Linked DNA regions of Zea mays: region 1 is linked to region 2. A link is a contact called in public Hi-C data. All regions are on one chromosome and are shown on one strand. Each heading gives the region's core, a stretch centred on a gene start, on an enhancer-like site or on the middle of the called end of the contact. The rest is flanking DNA. Distances are from core to core; before and after follow the strand shown. Region 1 holds the start of LOC103626620 (sporulation-specific protein 15). Region 2 holds the start of LOC111589339 (pathogenesis-related homeodomain protein-like).

Region 1 (4,311 bases), core at 1,531-4,030, 380 kb before region 2:
TATCATGCTCCCCCTCAGACAGTCCAGTATCATCGTCACTTCCCTTTGACTCAAAGGATTTAATGAGTTTTGATACCAGAACACGTCCATCAGACCTAGAGGAGATCCTCTCTAGCAACTTTTCAAGGTTATGCAAATCACTTTTTGCCACCTCTAGATGGCCCTTCAGCGACAGCAAAGCAGTTGAGTTACATGAGTCATTCGCATTTACCAGATTAAGCAAACACTGATTATTACCATGGCTATCATGTCTAGGGGTCATAATGGCTCTTTCAGCATTCTCAGTAGTGACTTCAGACGAGTCCAAATGAAGTTCTTGACGCATAATATTCTGGAATTGTCCCAGCACAATATTGTACTTAGTGTCTAAGTCTTTGGTTGTAGATTGGTAAATATCGATGCTAATACTTGTGTACAGATTTTCCTCAATTAGCTGCTCGGTAAGTTGTCCAAAGTATGTTTCTGTATCTTTGACATGTGACTCAAGCTGCTTATGCTTGGCATACGAAACTTCCAACTTGTCATTTAGTTCACGTAAATTTGAAGAAAGCTTGCCCTTTTCATTACATAGATACAAATTGTCTTCTTGGAGTTTCATTTTTGCTTCTCTTTCGGAGGCAGAATTTGCAGACAGCTCCAAATTATCTTTCTGTAATGTTTCCAATAAAGCCTGGCAATTTGCCAACTCTGTCAAAGTATGATTCATATTCTCATTGGAGGAACGCAGCTCACACTCAAAAACATTACATCTGCTACTGCTAGCATCCATTTCCTCTTTCACAGAAGCTAAGCTAAGCTCAAGACCTGACAACTCCGATAAAAGCTTCCTGTTATCAGAAGATAGATGGTCCCGCTGTTCTTCAACTTCTTTTTTGGCTTCTTTCTCAAAAGCAAGGCTTGCAGTAAGCTCCATGTTCTCTTTTTGCAGAGCTTCCAGTAACAATCTGCTGTTAGCTAGTTCACTGTGGATTTGTTCTGTGCTCTCCTTGGAGGAATGTAGCTCACTCTCCAAATATGTGCACCTCGTGTTGCTAGTGTTGATTTCTTCTTTCAAGGAAGCCATGGTCAGTTCAAGTTGCCCCTTTTCTATGTTCACCTTGGAGAGCTCATGTCTACATTGATGAAGCTCTCTGTCAACTGCTAGTTTGCTTTCTTCAGTTTCTTTTAGCAGTACCCGGAGCTGTGTGGTATTGTCAGAAGACTGTTGTGTAAAATCTGAATAAAGGCCAGCAGCCTCATCTAGCTGCAACTGGAGAAAATCCCTTGACAGAGTTGCAGAGAACATATGATTTTGTATATCCTCGAAGTGAAGTGGCATAATGCCTTGCAATACCGCACTTCTAGATAAAGCTGGATCCCCCTTCTGCTCACAAAGTGGCATATCCGCTGATGCTGTTGGCTTGGCCTGAACACTCAAATCATCTATAGTGACAGCTTCATCACTTACATGCACCATGCTTGGATCTTCTAGGAGAGCCTCTTTGTCTACTCCATCGGTTTCATACCCAGTGTCTCTTTCGTACTCAGTACCTCTTGCAGTACTCTCAGGAATCACAATTGAAGCTGCAACAGTTGACTCTTCAAGTGCAGTCTCGGCATCTATTTCAGCAGAAGCTGTGGGCTCGATGTCATGCTGTATGTCTCCATCTAATGGCCTCCCAGAAACATCCATCACCATTTCCTGAGCCCCTTCACCGTGGATATTATCGGCTTCAATGCCTTGAGAATGAATTGGCAACTCGGTGAATTCTTCGAAACTGGAACTTGTTGGCCTTTCAACAGCATCCATTTCCACCTGCTGGTGTTCCCCTAGTTGATTGCAATCACCATCTGCTCCATTACCTTCAGAAGAAGCATTCAGCTCCATGCTATCCACATCACCCAGCTGAGCTCGTCCTACATTATCATCACCAATGCTGTCTCCACTGGTAGCCTGAAGTGATAGATCCCTGCCACCAGCTGTCTGGCTTTCAGGATGCTCCGAAATCCCCTGCTCACTAGGACCGACATGATGTGCATCGGAGACATCATCCGTCTCCTGCTCTTGCACCGTCTCCTGTTCTTGCACCGCATTGGAACTCTCCACAGAGCTGGACTCCGCGGTACCAGGCCCCTCACCGTTGCACTGCTCCGCCTGAGACCTCTCCGCTTCCTGCATTGACAGACATGCATTACACACCCAGCAACAACAACAGCTAGGAGCAGGAGCAGCCCACTCAAAACCCACGCCATCACACTGAAGCGCTCGAACCTCACCTCAAATGGAGTGCTCCCGCCGCCGCCCTCCCCGGCGAGGAGCTTCAACCCAACAGGCGATTTCGGCTCGGGCACAGACTCCTCCGCCGCCTTGGGCGCCCCCTCCCCGGCCTCCGCGTCAGCATCGGCGTCGGCCTTATTGCCGGGACCCCGCTTCCCCTTCTTCTTCCGGAACTGCTGCAGCTGCACGCGAGGTAAACCGTAAACGTAACGTAACGCTCGATCAAAATCCCCCCGAAAAAAAGACACAAAAGAGAACATGGAGCACAAATTCGCGGGAGTCGGTACCTTCTTCCGCCCTGCAGCGAGGAGATCGGTGCGGTTCTTGTTTCCGCCACCGCCGCCGCCGCCCCTGTGATCCATGCGGAGATCTCCGGTCCAGCCCTCGGGCAGCGGTCACGCGAGGCGGGGAGGCATCAACCAATCCCGCCCGCGGAGACCTACTAGGGCGCGGGCCGGCGGATTGCCCGAATCGTAGCGGGTTCTGGAAGATCTGGGAGGCGGGAGGGAGTCGCGCGCTCGGGTTCGGGGATTTGGGAGGGACGAGGAGGAAGAAGAGGGAGGAATCGACAGGAGAGATTCGGGTTTGGACCGGCGCCCGCGCCCGCGCCGTGTCGGGTTGGTGTGTGGCTGGCTGGCCCGCCTGGCCGGTGTCGGTTCGAGACGGGAGCACGGACGGAACGCGACGGTTTTCGCGCGTCTCCTGTCTCCCTGGCGCAGTTGCGGCCTTGCGGCCCCCCGCTGTGGGCGCGCTTCACAGGTTCTGAGTTCTGACGCTCTGTTCGACTGTTCCTGTTCCAACTAGCTAGACTACGGAACACGCACGCACGCAAATATCTCACTGCTAGCTCCTCTCTGATGGCTCTCTCCGCTCCGGTGCTCCATCCGTCAAAATTATGTTCGGATAAACCAGGACATTTGATCCACTTTATATAAAATATATTATCAATATTTTATATTATTAAAAAACTGGTAAATCAATTGTAGCCATGATATAGTTATTTAAAGTTATGGATATTTATGATGTTCTTATACAACTTTTGTTAAAATCATGATTGAATACAGAATTATATCATGCCCACTCTTCTTTCCCCCCCTCACCTCAACCGTATAGTAGATGGGTTTGGGGGGCCTCGGTTTCCTATGCCTACACCAGTGAATTTCTTTTTCGTAGGTGAAGGTAGTATTTATTCCCTCCGTCTCAAAATAGTATTTATTTTAACTTTTGATTTTTATATTTATATTTAAATAGATGAAGATGATTTTTTACGCATGTGTAAAACACATACATTAATAATTTTAATTTTGAATGGAGAGAGTAATATTTGGGCTTTTCGATGTAGCTAAGCTCTAACTCAGATAATTTTAGTTAGTTGAGTGCAAGTGGGATGTGACTACAACGTTGATTGTTGGTACCAATTCACCCTTCATCTCGCTAATTTATCCGCTCAACTAGTGTTGGGTATCTAGAAACATGGTACCCAAAATAAGGCTTGTAAAACCTTTTTTTAACCGACCAAAGTCTTCCTATCGAGCAGGTCCGCGAGGCAGAACGACCACTCAGGTCCCTGTCGAGCAAGTATGCGAGGCGGGGCAACCGACCAGGTCTCTGCCAAGCAAATCCACGAGGCAGCGCGACTGGACAGGTCCCTGCCGAGCAAGTACGTGGCGGAGCGACGGGCCAGACCCCTGCCAAGAAAGTCCATAAGACAGGGTGGCCACCCAGGTCCCTACTAAGAAAGTCAGCAAGGTGGAAACCCAAATCAGACGTCGCGATGTCCACGCCAACTAGGACAAAACATGACACCACAAGATGAGGTGTGGCTGAGGGCAGCCACGTGAACGACAGGCCGAGGGCACGTCGAGTGATTGCTATCGATATGAGTATATGACCACACCTTCCCAAGTACAGTTCAAGACACGCTCCCACTACCTTGACGGGCTGGACGATCCTGTTCATAAACGACCTCAGCATCAAAGCTTTTATAGTGGCCCGAATATTGGGTTCTACGCGGCAGATACACCATACCGGGTCTACACCCACGCACGCCAACA
Region 2 (4,695 bases), core at 377-2,876:
GTGAACTTTCCTCTATTCATCGTGACAAGATAAGACAGCATTTTTCAGGTTCCAAAGTTCAAAAGAATGCATTGACTCTACAAGGATGTATATAGATTTGAAAACTTTCTTTACACCAGCAGATTACAGCAGAAAGAGCAGGGAATGCACCTTTGCCCATTCCATCCATCTCCAGAGTAAGCATCTAGCAAATTCTGCTCCAGTTTTATCTTGATTAGAAAATATCTCGCTCTTCGTTCCAAACGAGTTGCCTCGTCTGTAATTTGGATTTTCCTTTTCTTCTTTTTCCTTGCGGTTAGTCCTGTTACGATTTTCCCAGGAACAGAATCTGAACCCTTCCGCTGTTTGAGGGGACTATAGTGGTATTTGCTCTTTATGCTTTTTGCCAGAGTAGCATTTCTAACTTTCCTTGGTGATCGCTTCATAAAGGAATCAGATTTGCATTGGTGGGAAGCATCAGGTCTAGCTGGTCTTTTTGGTACAGGAACCAACCCCATAGAGGTCTCATTCCAACCCAGTTTATTTTCCGAAGAATGCATCACGAGCAGTGGTGCTTATCACAGGGGATTTAGACCTAATAATGCAATGAAAGATGTGTTAAAAAGGGTCAGGCAGAAAGTAAGAGGCTGAACAACAAATTTATGATGGCTGCAGTATGTCAAAACAATAAGGGAGAGAGTTATCTTGCACGAAGCTATGCTGATCTGACCTACTGCAGTACTTTTATTTATTTCTAATAGGCATGGCATCTGAAGACATATGTCCACATCGGATGGATGTACACAGAGACAGAGCACTTAGATATGTTTGGTTTGGGTCAAAGTAGTATGAGGCGGAATTTGGGACCACACCGCCACCAAAAATTGATTTGGTTCACCACGCCCCCGTATGACTCTCATCTACATCTAAACATCATAGAAAATGTGGCCGACCGAATGAAAAGCTACAGCACTAATCTATCCGTACGTGCACATCTAGTCAATAAACTGTAAAGTACACTCAGATTTCAGAGTCTGCACTCAGCAGTGTGACATTTATTCATAGCCGTGTAGAATTAACAGTCACAAGGTGCACAGACGAGCACGGCCTGTTTCACTGTTCCGCTTCCACGCATACCAACTCGACAACACGCCCTGTTCCACTGTTCCGCTTCCGCGCCCATACGGGAACCCAAGCGCGCAATCTGAAGCACGGGAGTAGCGGGAAGTCGCGACTTGGTTGATTCCAATCAGACAGTCGAAATGTTGCCAGTTAATAGGTGAAGCAACACCTCTACATCCATTTAGGGCACTAGATCTGGGCGCTAAAGCACAGAGCCACAGAGGAGAAGCAAGCGAAACCCACAAGCCCGATACCCTCCTCTCAAGTACTAGAGAGCAACCGAGCAAACCACAGCCGCAAGCTACTAGCGAGCAAGAGCTGGGGGGCAGGAGGCGTACGAACAAAATGGCGCCGGCGAGGAAGCGGGCAGACGTCGAGAGGCACCGAGGTCGCGGGTCGTTTCACCACCGGCCCGCACGCCCCCACAGGTGCGGGCACCGCAGCGCAGCCGGCCACGACGAGCTCGGGGCGGGGGCCGGAGCGCTAGGGCGTGGAGGAGGCGGTGGAGGGAGGGGGCTGCAAAGCGAGGCCGGGGGCGGTGTTGCTGCTGCGACTGGGCGACCGCGAGGCGAAGCCAAAGCAGCGGACGCGGAAATGAAGGGGGAGCGGAACAGAATGACGCGTCGTGTGTCTCGGGCACTCTGCACAGTGCACCTGCGCAGTTCTGCACTGCGCGGCGCGGCGCACGCCTCCTGTCCCTGTTGGCAGTTGACGCTAGGGGCATAGGACGGGCGGCTGGGATGGTCCCGGGCGGCTGATCGGACGGCACCGACAACCTTGGACGCTGCAACAATTATTGCTTGCCAATCAAGGAATCGGATGGAGTTTATATGGAGTAGTTTTAAATCTTTTTTATATAAACAAAGGCATCCCTTCTACTCACAGTGGAATGAAATTTGAATTCGGCATGACTGTACAGTGAAGCAACTCCAAACCAGTGATAAAAAGCTAGTATACTCACTCGGAGTCTGGGACTGATGAATTATAAATCCGGTTGGAAACGGAATGATAATTCATAGAGATCAATTACGAGGTGTTTGATTTAAAAAATGAGCTAATCCAACATCTTTTTACTCCTTACTTTTTTTGTTTGGTTTGTAAAATGAAATTAGTTAATTCATCATTTCATTTCTCATAATATAAAATTAGTAATAATATAAGGAATAAGTTCATTCAACCAAATTCGTGGAATGGATTCATGATGCACCACCTCATCTAGAAACTCATCTAGAATAGATTGATTTTTCAAACGAAACACCGTGTTAGGAACCAATCCAATTCAAATCTACCATTTAAATGCAACAAAGCAAAACAGTGGTGGACGTTGTCGTGGCCTGAGATTCTACAAGGATACTATGGAATTTGGAATAGTTGTACATAATTGTCACATCCCGGGTTTTAGGGGGGTCAAAACCGGGGGCGAACTTTACCAAGTTTGTTGGGATCAAGTCACACATACAATAACTCATGGTGCAGAAACGAATGTCACATTATTAATATATAACGGAGTTCTGTACAAAATAATTAAATAATTACATCATATAAAGACAACGATCTAACAACCATAGTTGACTGTGAGACGACGGTCTAGACCACTCACGAACTCATCACGGCATCATTCACACGCCTCATCCTGTGGTACCTATCCTTGACCTGGGGAATGTGAGTACAGCAAGGGTGAGCTCACATACGTTTATCGCTCAGCAAGTTGTGGGGAATAATGTGCGTGAACTCATCAAAGGTGGGAGCTCATGTGAAGTGTAAGGCTTATCAAATGAGATGGTTAAAGCTGAGCATTGCTTTTAGAGTTGGTCAAAATTTTATTAGCAGTTACTAGGTGTAAGTAGATATCAGCCCAAATAAATAAGATATCAAAATTAATAACAACACACGCGATGCAATGCATATGACAGATTAGATTTAATTCCATAGATTAATCATGTGAGTGTCCAAGCTGCTCATGCCCGTGAACACGGCTGATATACCAGTTTTACAATCTGCAGAGGTTGCGCATCTTTACCCATGAGTCGTATATCCCGTCTAGCCAGTGTTTGCAAGGCCCTTAGACACTTCCGAGGTGAATGACTAGAGATCCACTACGAGGCATTTACAAAGTTCCACTAGTTTCAGAAAACCTGTTACGGTTTCTAAGAAGTGCAATATAGCAATCCCTCGTCCGAAAAGTCATCGCGGCATGATCCACCCGAGAACCTCCCTATACGCAGCTCCTCTACCGCCCTTGCCCCTTTCGAGTAAGGTAGTCCTCCACTAGTGGAATGAAATTTGAATTCAGCACAACTGTACAGTGAAGCTACTCCCTCCGTTCATAGCTTTTTTAAAAAACTTTGACCACTTGTTTTATTCAAAAAATAATAATGAGTTATTATTTATTTATTTTTATTTATTTTATCATTTAAGATAGTTTGTGCTTGATTTAAAATTTTATATTTTTGAATAAATATTTTGAATAAGACGAGTGGTCAAAGTTTTTAAAAAAATTAATGATGTCATATATTTGTAAATGGAGGTAGTAGTATACTCCCTCGGAATCTCGGACTGATGAATTGTAAATCCGGTTGGGAACAGAATGGGGATCTGTAGAGATCAGTTACAGCGTATTTGATTTGAGAAATGAGGTACCCCATCGTCTTCTCACTCCTCACTTTTTTGTTTGTGGAAAATGGAATTAGTTAATTCATCACTATTTCATTCCTCATAGTCTAAATTACTTCTTGTTAAAACCCGCTGGGGTTTCACGCTCCCTCCGCGCTTCGCGCTGGCATGTCTACTAGCGCTTGCTGTGTGTGGGGCCCTCGCAGTAGCGTCACACCATCAGACGCACCCGGCTCCGTCCGCTGCGCGCTTCCCCAATCCGCGTCGCGCTTCTCTCGCCGCGCGCTTCCCAAGATCCGCGGCGCCCTTCTCTCGCGCCCGTGGCCTCCCGTGTGCTGCGGTCAGCGTCCCCATCGTCCATGGAGGGGAAATCGCTGCGTCCGCTCGTCACCACCGCGACCCACGGCTCGGCGCGGTTCTCCAGGCGCAACAGTTTCTCCATCCCGGTGCGGGTGAGGGACACCACGGCGCAGATCTCGAAGATGTCCGGGGCGGCCGCCGAGGCGTTCCCGTTCGCGGACCTGGGGGCCTCCGCCTGGGCGTCCTTGCTACGGCTCGGGCCGGGCCGAGCGCGTCGGTGGCAGCCAGCGCGTCCGTGGCGGCCGGCGCGTCGCTGTTTGTCCGGTCAGTGCCCCTCTCCTCAGTTCTCCCCGTTGCGATCCGGTGCGCGTGCCCATACCGCCATGTGATAGCTATTCACCGGATTCCAAAATCCGATAAATCCGCGCCTTTCCGTGCCTCTGAGTGTCCTCCGTCTCCGTAACAGCGTCAGCTCACTGTGTCATGTCCTTCCACCGCAGCGCCCATGCCACTGCTTTCTCCCAATCCCTTATATGAAGCCCCCTCTGCTGTGTTGTCTTCCTTTTCCCCCTGACTGGCAAGCGCTCCTTTCTTCTCGTCGACTCCGTCGCTGTCGTCCGTTCCTCTTCTTGGGATCCCTATTTCTTTTGTTTCGATTGCTTTCCGTTTCGGCACCGGATT

The links. A called contact is a pair of places that touch in the nucleus more often than the background predicts.
Region 1: a Hi-C map of leaf shows a contact between it and region 2, with 6 times the contacts expected there. The contact joins the promoter of LOC103626620 here to the promoter of LOC111589339 in region 2. A contact is called at or near these places in 6 of 25 Hi-C or Micro-C datasets (ear, leaf, tassel and 1 more).

What each region holds. Positions count from the first base shown.
Region 1 is chr5:82,131,385-82,135,695 of Zm-B73-REFERENCE-NAM-5.0, reverse strand. LOC103626620 (sporulation-specific protein 15) reads right to left here and starts at 2,780. Exons shown (of 9, transcript NM_001323078.1): 1 at 2,545-2,780; 2 at 2,257-2,439; 3 at 1-2,152. The coding sequence starts at 2,619.
Region 2 is chr5:81,750,843-81,755,537 of Zm-B73-REFERENCE-NAM-5.0, reverse strand. It overlaps LOC111589339 (pathogenesis-related homeodomain protein-like), which reads right to left and starts at 1,626. Exons shown (of 12, transcript NM_001371029.1): 1 at 1,444-1,626; 2 at 151-574. The coding sequence starts at 539.